Linked DNA regions of Mus musculus: all the other regions are linked to region 1. A link is a contact called in public promoter capture Hi-C and targeted proximity ligation data. All regions are on one chromosome and are shown on one strand. The core of a region is the stretch at or near the end of the contact, and the rest is flanking DNA. Distances in the headings are between cores, read along the strand shown.

What was found. Promoter capture Hi-C pulls out the DNA fragments that hold promoters and counts their contacts.
Region 2: a contact with region 1 is called in a promoter capture Hi-C map of 3T3-L1-derived adipocytes, with 3 times the contacts expected there. A contact is called at or near these places in 8 of 39 promoter capture datasets (3T3-L1-derived adipocytes, the C10 cell line, the HPC-7 cell line and 5 more), 11 of 130 datasets of targeted methods (T-cell acute lymphoblastic leukemia, astrocytes, bone marrow-derived macrophages and 7 more) and 4 of 9 other capture datasets (adipose tissue, embryonic stem cells, liver and 1 more).
Region 3: a contact with region 1 is called in a targeted proximity ligation map of pancreatic cancer cells. A contact is called at or near these places in 1 of 484 Hi-C or Micro-C datasets (B cells), 5 of 130 datasets of targeted methods (the NIH/3T3 cell line, effector CD8 T cells, embryonic stem cells and 2 more) and 2 of 9 other capture datasets (adipose tissue and liver).

What each region holds. Positions count from the first base shown.
Region 1 is chr19:8,796,950-8,800,244 of GRCm38.p6, forward strand. It overlaps Polr2g (polymerase (RNA) II (DNA directed) polypeptide G), which reads right to left and starts at 1,608. Exons shown (of 8, transcript NM_026329.2): 1 at 1,510-1,608; 2 at 1,275-1,384; 3 at 287-446. The coding sequence starts at 1,521.
Region 2 is chr19:9,104,654-9,107,948 of GRCm38.p6, forward strand. No RefSeq gene overlaps it. Among named protein-coding and RNA genes, the nearest start is that of Gm41805, 6.5 kb to the left of the region's middle.
Region 3 is chr19:9,064,688-9,067,982 of GRCm38.p6, forward strand. It overlaps a transcript of Ahnak not described here. Among named protein-coding and RNA genes, the nearest start is that of Scgb1a1, 22 kb to the right of the region's middle.

The sequences.
Region 1 (3,295 bases), core at 358-2,857:
GATTTCTGAGTTCGAGGCCAGCCTGGTCTACAGAGTGAGTTCCAGGAGAGCCAGGGCTACACAGAGAAACCCTGTCTCAAAAAAAAAAAAAAAAAAAAAAAAAAAAGAAAAGAAAAGAAAAGAAAAGAAAAAAGAAAACCCTAAAACCAGAAAAGAAAAACCAAAAAACTAAGATAAAATGAATCTTAACAACAACAAAAGACTTAAGGCAACTAGTAAGTGGACTAGGGACTGAACCCTCACCTTAGGAAATACCCCATAACCTTTCTATGAATAATACTCTTACCTTGTTGACCTGAGTGACCACAGCATCCACCACTTCACCTTTAAAGGGCCGGAAAACAATAGCTTTGTATTTCACTGGATAAAGAACAAAACCTCGGCCTGGCTGGATCACACCAGCACCAATATTGTCGATGGTGGTGACAGCAATTACAAAGCCATATCTGCATGAAAAATGAAAGAAGACAGCTATGTGAAGAGCCTCTGAAAAGCCACCAGCAATAAGAGTCTCTGTGTGAAAGAACCTCTGTTCAGATGGTTCATTGATCAAGAAGAGACAGGACACAGATTAGCACCTAAATATATATATATATATATACACACACACACACACACACACACACATATATATGTTTTTTCGAGACAGAGTTTCTCTGTGTAGCGCTGGCTGTCCTGGAACTCACTCTTTAGACCAGGCTGGCCTTGAACTCAGAAATCCACCTGCCTCTGCCTCCCAAGTGCTGGAATTAAAGGCATGCGCCACCCCCGACCAGCTTAGCACATGAAATATTAAATGATGCTCTCATGATGGTACAGTAAATGCCCAAGAAGGCCTAGATATGCTGACATACACCTATTCTCTCAGTACCATGTAGGCTAAGGCAGGAGGACTTGCCAGGGTCAAAGCTGAGACAGGTCTTTCAAAAACCACAAACGAGTCAGAGAATTGTGATGAAAGCCTTTAATGTCAGCACTCAGTGGCAGGCAGATCTCTGAATTAGAGCCCAGCTTGGTCCACATAGTGAGGCCATCTCAAAACTCAAAAACATTTGCATAATAACGGTCTTATCTCACATAAGGGAAGAAAATTTTCTTTAGTAGCTTTTCAGAGTGTCTAAAACAGGCAAAAACTGGCTGCTTCAGGTGCCTGGAGGGGTGAAAGGGTTCCTCAGAGTAAGCGACAAGCCCTGACAGAAGGAGTTAAGAAGAGGTTAGAGACTAGCGCCATTGTGCGTGCATTCAGCAGACCTCTCTGTGAAGCAGAAACTCACTTCCCAGTGCAGGTCCCCTCCACCTCGGTAAACAGCTTCTGCTTCACCGTGTTGAGCAAGTTTGGACCGAAGTATCGTGGGTGCAGGAGGATCTCGTGCTCCAGGGAAATCTGCAGAGAAAGGAAGATGGAGACTCAGCCAGCCACATTGAGGACAGGAGGCGACCTGTCGGCCCTTCCGGGCCTCCAGGATCCTCCTGTGACTGCCCCTCACAGTTACCCCGCATCCAGCTCACGTGATAAAACATCTTCTGCAGAAGCTTGGCCCGCAGCGCCCAGAACTTCCCACGCAGAGACCTCTCCGGAAGCACTTGCAGAAGTCCCACCACTTCTCTGCGGTCGCTTCCGCAGCGCTGATTGAGTCTTAACGTCATGGGCGGGGATACATGAAGCCCCGCCCCTCAGGCCTGCCCACCACCGTTCATACTCCCCTCCTACTTAAAGCAAATTCTAGGACAGCCGGGATTACAGAGAAAAACCCGGCCTCGAAGAACCAAAGCCAAAACTAAAACCAAAACCAAAACCAAAACCAAAACCAAAACCAAAACCAACCAAAAAATGTGAGTTATTTTAGGTCTGACTTTTACCACATGCCCTTAAACCCAGCCGTGGCAAACAGATCTCTAAACTTAAGGCTAAGCCACAGCTACAAAGTGAGTTCCAGGGTAACCTGGGCTGTGTATACAACCCTGTAAAACATTTACACATATTTAAAAAAAACCAAAAAATTATTATTATTTAATTTGGGGGCTGAAGAAATAGCTCAGTCCTTAAGAGCACTTGCTCCTCTTGCAGAGGTCCAGGATTTAATTCCCAGCACCCACAGGGTAGCTCACACTCTTCTTTGTAACTCCAGCTCAGGGAGAGCTGACATCCTCTTCTGGCTTCCTTCAGCACTGCATGTGAGTGGTACCCAAACACACATACAGGCAGAACACCCATGCTTGTAAAATAAAAAGAAAGGCTAGGCAGCTGGGGATATGATTGTTCTTCCAAAGGATCCAGGTTTGATTCCCAGCACAAGCATGCTGACTCAACTCTCTATCTATACTTCAATCCCAGGGGATCCAGTGCCCTCTGGCCTCCATGAACACAGCACCCTTGTGGTGAACAGACATAGCTGTAGCCAGAACACTCACACATATAAAATAAGAATAACGGTTTTTTTTTTTTTTACATGTAAATAAAAATAAAGCTCTCAAAGAGGACCTGAGTTCAGTTACTAACACTAGCATTTCACAACTCCAGCTCTAAGGGGACCTGAAATCTTCTCGTAGCCTCAGAAGGTACCAGTACTCATAGGCTCATACTCACACATAGGTAGCATACATTATTAAGTACACATAATTAAAAAGAAATCACTTAGCTGGGCATGATGGCGCACGCCTTTAATCCCAGCACTTGGAAGGCAGAGACAAGTGAATTTCTGAGTTTGAGGCCAGCCTGGTCTACAGAGTGAGTTCCAGGACAGCCAGGGGCACATAAACAAGGCTGTCTTAAAAAACAAAACAAAACAAAAAAACCCCAAAAAGACAGCAAACAAACAAAAAGATTATGTCTGCAGGCATGCACTAGGCTTACTTTCTTTTCTATTTGAGGGACAGGGTTTTATTATGTAGCCATGGACGGCCTGGAATTTGTTTTGTAGAGGAAGCTTGCCTTGAACTTTTAACAATTCTCTTGCCTTTTCTTTTGAAGTCCTGGGTAAAGTGGAAGCTTAAGGTTTGTCAGTTGTGTTGGAAGGTATTTTGCTGGAGCTAACACGTGAAGGAGTGTTTTCCTGAAGTGGACACAGGTGAAAGAGTAAGGCAGACTCATGAAGGAACATTTAGTTGAAGCAGACACAGGAGAGAGATGTACTGCTAAAGCAAGCACATGAAAGGACACGTGATAAAGGATTCTTTGCTAAAAACTGGCATGTATTGGCCTGCCTTCCATTGCACAGTTGAGTTGAATTTGTCAGGACTCCATAGGGAGAAATGCACCAAAAAACTTTTGGTGGTGTGCTGCAGTTTCTTGCTG
Region 2 (3,295 bases), core at 373-2,872, 310 kb after region 1:
CTATCTTAGAGCCTTTATAGTGGTTGGGTCCCTAAAGACCCGGATGAGTAAGGGAATCCTGCCCCTGTGAGTTGGACACTCAGCTACAGCAAGGAATGTGTAGCTTCTGCTCTGAAAACAGCTTCATTCTGGTTTGACCAGAGTACCAGAGGTAAAAGTCACAAAGTGGAGATCACATTTGTAGGTTGGCCCGACTGTGGAGTCCGACAGGCCATGTTCATATTCTTGTATTCCTGATTGTTAGTTTGGAAAGCCACATAGCTGGGTGTGGTGGTGTGTACCTGTAATCCTAGCCCTTGGGAGGTAGCAGCCGAGGCAGGGGCAGGGACGGGGCAGAGAGACCATTGTGAATTGGAGGCCACCCTGGTCTACATAATAGTGAGTTCCATGTAAGCCAGGGCTACCCAGTGAGGCCCTACCTCAGAAAAGAACCAAAGAAAGACTTCTCATGTGAAAAACAGGCATAGCATCTGCCTTCCAGGGTAGTTAAGGATAGAGTTAGTGAAAATATGGCTGGCCGGCCTTGGACACTCCTTATTCTGACCCCCAGAGTGAGCAGCCTTGTGGTCTGGCCCCAGCTCTTCGTGTGTCTGTCTCTTCTGGGCCCAGGAGGCCCACTTCTTCATGAAGAAGAACTACGTGCCAGGAGCTGAGCTCATGGGTGGGGTGGCTGCAGGGGCCACCCATCAGCCAGTTTTCCTCCCTTTCCTGGGAGCTGCTCCAGGGACAAGGGGCAGGACATCTGCTTTTCATTGTGTGACTGTCTCTAATTCTTCTGACATCTGAACTTCTTTTTTGAAGGAGGATACACTTAAGTGATTGTGACCAAGCTTGTTGCTGAGGGGAAAAAATTTAAACAAATGGGGATTAGAATCAGGCAGAGCTGGGGTGCAAGTCTCCACTGTGCAGTTATCCTGTGTGTTAGATGCTAGGTCTCTATCCCTGACTTCAACTGTGCTCTGCCTGGTAGGGCTCATTTAGAACTAAAGAGTGATGGTTAATGCCCTGTCTACTCCATATTGTAGAACCAGAAGTGAAAATGTTCCCTAAACCATAGAATATGAATCCGATATTCTCCTTTGTGTGGACACCCATGCAGGGAACAGCAGAGTCCCTGCCAGCTTAAGGGAAGGGTCAAAATAGTCCATGTTAACTTCTGAGGCCACAGAGCAGTGGCTTATTTAGTTATTTGTTTGTCTATATAGACGCGATTCTTACTCTGTACTTGAGGATGGCCTGAGCCTCCCTGCCTCAGCCTTCTGAGTTCTGGACCACACTACACAGCCAGCGGCCCATGGTAAAGATGCAGGCTGATAACCTTGAAGCATGGAAGGGGATTGGAAAACAAAGGGTGGTCTGGTTGGTGTGGTTTGGGATGATAATATATAATAATGACTAACACATGCTGCGTGGTATCTAGGGATTTCCCATGCAGTAAGTAATTGGCCATTACAGCACTGGAGAGGGTACTACCAGTCTTCGGTCTTTCAGAGTGAGGATCCTGGGAGGTCTAGTGACAGACCGGCTGAGAAGCACAGATTCCAAGAAAGAAGGTGGGGTTTCCTCATTCCTCAGGCTGCTTCTCTGAGGCTTGGACACAGCTGCCTCCCATGTGACTCCCAGGAAGCCTTGAAACAGAGGTGGACTCAGAAGCTGGCTTGTGTGTGGTGCAGCCTCAGAGCCCTAACAGCACTAAAGGGTCTGAAGGTCTGGTCCCGTGTGTGCCAGGCCTCTGAGCTAGGCAGCTCTCCTGAGGCTGACTGCACAGTGTTCTGAGAATTGCCCTGGTGAGGCGCAGGATGTCTGCTGAGTGTTAGAGCGGCTGGGTTGTTTTGCACTGGCCCCTTCCCTGGCATGGACGTCCCTGTGGAGGCTGGGGCTGGGGCTGGGGCTGGCCATGTGGGGAGGTGGTAGAGCAATAGCCATGGTGGTTATAGATAGGAACCAGGGCTGACATCACTTTTGTCAAACACAGTGAAGCCCTTGCCAGGGGTCCACTGAAAAGTTGGTCAGGACATGGGTCTATTCCTCTGCAAGTTTGAAAGCAGAGGAACTGCCCCCACAGGCCAAGCAGCCAGTTTCTGCAGCACATTTTCAAGTTCCAACTCTGTTGGGAACCTGGAGGCAGAGATGGGGGCAGGAAGAGGTGGCTTTACCCAAGTGACAGTGCCCCACCCAAGGTCCCGACCCTTTCTGGGTAGAACAACAAATATGTTGAGAGCAGACAGCAAATATGTTGGAATTTGTACTACCACAGGGACAGGGTGGGAAAGGGCTTGGGAAAGTAGCACACGTTTTAGTCATGAGGCATCTGTGGTGTGATATCTGCATGATCTATGTTAGAGATAAAGATGAAATGGCCAGGACTGGGGAGGCTCAGGACAGACAGGCTGGATCAGGATGAAGTCAGCCCAAAGGTATGTGGGGCCCACACCTCACTCAGTGGGTGCAGAGGAGGGGCCTGGACAAGCCCGGAGGAAGGAAAACTTGGCCCTCTTCTTTCTTGCTTTTAAGATTAAATACTTGGTTTCTGACTGGAAGGCCGGGGGTTCAGAAGTTCCAGTCCCTGGGGATCTGCATGGGGCAGGGAGTGCTAGGCTGTACTGGAAGGTCAGCAGAACCACAGATCCTTAGCCCAAGGTAAATACTCTTGGGTTTGCAGTGAGAGGTGTACAGCTGCACTGGTTTGTAAACACTTCTGAAAATGCCCTTTGACTTTGATACACTGGGGTGGCCTGGCTATTGTGTTGGGAAGAGGGGGGCCCTGGGAAAGGTTGGAGGTAAGAGGAGTTAGGAAGAACAACAAACAGACCCTTTGTAGGAGGGGAAGTGACCTGGGCAGGAAGGGGGTGGGCAAGCCCTTTCCTGTGAGCAGCACAGGGTGAACCTAGTCTCACCTGCTCTTCTCACCCTAGCCAAACTCTGGGTGGGGCCTGTGCTTTGGCACAGCCCATAGTTCCCTGTCCAGTCTTCTGCCTAGGGCCCATGTCATGGCCCAGTGTTGCTCAGGTTTAGGTCACGGTCCAGAAATGCTCAGGAGCTGGCATGTCTATTGGCAATAGTCTACTTGGCACACAGCCAGCAAGTATCCCTGGGCTGTGGTCTTCAGTCACGAATCTCTCCCAACCATCTGAGGAACCTGACCAGTGGAGAAAGTATCACACCACGGGCACAGGATTCTATACACGTCTGTCACCCTAGAAAAGAAAGGTGGTGAAAATAGATAGCCCCATTGTAAGGAAAGATGGGCATAGTTGAATGAGGACAGAATATTATATGACAGTTTACTGACATG
Region 3 (3,295 bases), core at 459-2,958, 270 kb after region 1:
TACTATTGTTCTCTTTGGGTTGGGCCTGTGACACATTGAGCATGTTTCATGGGAATATGTGGCTAATTATCCATCAGAGGCCACCTATCCTTGAGATTAGGTTTCTTTTCCTTTTTTGTTACTGGTTTTGCTACTATTACTACTACTACTACTACTACTACTAATTCCAATAAATGATTCTAAGCAATTACCAGCAATAGTCCCATCACTTGGCTGACTGGAAAAGGTGTGAAACAACAGAAGATAAGTGTCTGGGAATGAGGAAGTTTCTGGGAGGGAACGAGGCTAGAACAGCCTCCCTCTGACCCCATATCTTGCCTTAGGCTTATGCCATAAATACCTTATGCTCTTAGCTTCCTTTAAACTGCATTCTTGTTCCAAGGATTGACCTGAAGTTTTGGTAGAAAAGAGATGAGACCCAGACCTGTCCTTGATACAACTAAAACTCCACTAAAAAGTGGTTCTAAGACATTTGCTTTTCTTGGAGTTTCTTCCCCAGCCTTTACTGTGAATTTATGTGTGTGTCCATATTCATGAGGAGGCCAGAGGTCAATGTCTGGTGTCTTCCTTGATCATCCACAATGACTTTTGTTTGGTTTGGTTTGGTTTCTTGAGGCAGGGTTTCTTTGTGTAGCTCTGGCTGTCCTGGGACTCACTCTGTAGACTCTGGAGCGGGGTGGTCAGTAAAGCCTGCCAGTAAGACCAAAGGGCTGGGGTTATGAGCAATGCCACCAGCTTTTATGTGAGTGCTGGGGTTTTAGACTTAGCTTCTTATACTTGTTTGTTTGTTTGTTTGTTTTGTTTTGTTTTGTTTCGAGACAGGGTTTCTCTGTATAGCCCTGGCTGTCCTGGAACTCACTTTGTAGACCAGGCTGGCCTCGAACTCAGAAATCCGAAATCCACCTGCCTCTGCCTCCCAAATGCTGGGATTAAAGGCATGCGCCACCACGCCTGGCTGTTCTTTATACTTGTATGGCAGTCACTTTATCTTCTCAGCCCCTAGGCTGGACAGCCTACCTTTCTTCCTTTTGGGAAAGTGAGGATGTTCTAGGCAGGGAGGCAGCAGTAGCATGCAGAGCATGTCTAGCAAGTTCTGTGTGGCATAGCACAGCTGGAGTGTTTTACAGCAGGCAGGGTATAGTGAGACCTTCCTGTGAGGAGCAGGAAGCCACTGGTGGTTTTCATGTAAGAAAGAGACATGAGTTTGCTTTTGTTTTGATCGACATCCTAACCATCAATCATAACAGCAATTATAGTGATCAATAGAAACCATGATTTTTGTGCTAGGCATTAGCTAAAATGCTTCAACATGACTCATCTTATTTAATCCTACCTTAGAGCTGAGCTAGGAGAGTCCACAGAGCCCATTCACTCAGCAGAAGGGCGGAGACAAGCCAGCTGTCCAAACAGGAAGTTAATGCTGTTAACCGTTCCTCAATCTCCCTAAACCTTGGTGTCTTCATGTCTGATCTTAACTTCATAGATATTTTATTCATGTAAAACACTTGGCACAGTGCCTGGAACACTATAACAACGCAGTAAGGGTTAGTCATTGTGACTTTTGTGGCTGTTTCCCACTTTAGAGTGTCCCCTGGTATGCCAGGTGCTGGGTGGTACCAGTAAAATCGCATGGGTTGGAACCAGTAAACTGGGCTCATAAAGCCGTTCCTGTCACTGTAGGGTGAAGAAGAGGGTGTGCTCTCTGCATCTGCTAGTGCACTCTTTGGTTGCCTTGGTAACCAGTCTAGACACCTGGCTCTCCCAGCAGCTGGTGCTTCTCTAGCTCAGGCCTGGGAAAATCTGTGTTGTTCCACAGTGGTTTCTCTGAGTTCATCCCTTTCTTTCCGCTCTGTGTTTCTGCTGCAGCTTAGTGTGTATGCGTGTATGTATGTGTTTGGGTATGTGGGTATGTGTGTGTGTATTTGGGTATGTGGGTATGTGTTCATCTCACAAACGCCATAGTGGAAGATGAGCTGAAGGGAGCAGAGGCAGCAACTGACTCAAATTCATTAGTGGAGAACTCATGAGCACTGGGAGGGTTACAGATGGAAGTAGAGAGAGATAGATTTTAGGAATGTTTTGGATTTAGAGTTGATAGGCTGTGACAATTTAACACCACAAGGAGAAGTGAAGAAAAAGCTTTCTCTCCCCTAAAAACTCAAACACATCCCTTTGTTTTCTTTTCTGCCTTTGTTCAGAGGAACATATCCACCTGTGTGATGTCTAATCTCACTTCTAGGCTGGTCATTTCTAGTTAATTAGCTTCCCTGTTTTTAAATTAAAATTCTTAAAAAATTTTTTTTTTTTGTTTTGGTCTTATATGTCTGAGTTTTTTTTGCCTGAATTTTGTTTTGTTTGGAAACAAATCTCAGCTTGTAGCTCAGGTGGGCCTGGGTCTCTCAGCAGTCCTTTTGCCTTAGTCTCCTGAGTGCTGGAGTTACAGGTGTGTGCTGCTACCCTCTTTTCTTGGCAGGCAAATTCAGCATTTATACAATAGAAGTCAAAACCGGAATCCAGAATGATTCCCTTCCCCTCTCTGGAAGCTGCTTCTCCTCCTGTGAGCGCCACTGTGGTCCAGGCAGAAACAAAACCGTGATGAACTGTGGGTGCTCCCACCTCCCCACCCGCTCCTCCGTGCTCCTCATCTCCCCACCCGCTCCTCCTGCCCCCTGAGGGCAACACCATTACTACTTTGGAAATCCCCACATGGGGCTTCTGTGCAGCCACCTCCGCTTCTCTTCACAGTTTCTCTGCCTCTCATGCAGGTTCTGCATTTCAACCACAGGGGTCTCCAGGGCTACAAATCTGCCTCTCCACCTTGACTTCCAGCTGCCTGGCACTTTCGGCATGACTACTCACTTTCTGTGCTGTCTAAAGTTCTATCTCAGATCTCAGCTTCCTCAATAGCCCCTATGTAAGTCATTTTCTTTATCTTGGCACCCTTGTACTCCCCTAGATGTAGCTAGTCTTTCCTCCCATGCTCTACCAGGGTTCTCACTGTCTGTCAGGATGCTCTTTCTTGGCTTTGCTTGGCCCACGTCTTTCCAATCTTTAAATCCCAGTTAAGTCTTCCCTGCTAGATCACTACTTACCACCCAAGCAGGTTCCACAACCCCATTTACATGGCTGGCTGCTGAGCCCTAGTGACCTGCATGTTTCTGCCTTGCTGGTGCTGGGATTGCACGGGTCCTGGGGACTGAATTTAGCTATTCTCATTTGCATGGCAAGCACTTTACCTCCACTAAGCTATCTCCTCAGCCTGAGGGTAAAAGTTTTGAACCAAGGTAGGATAGTA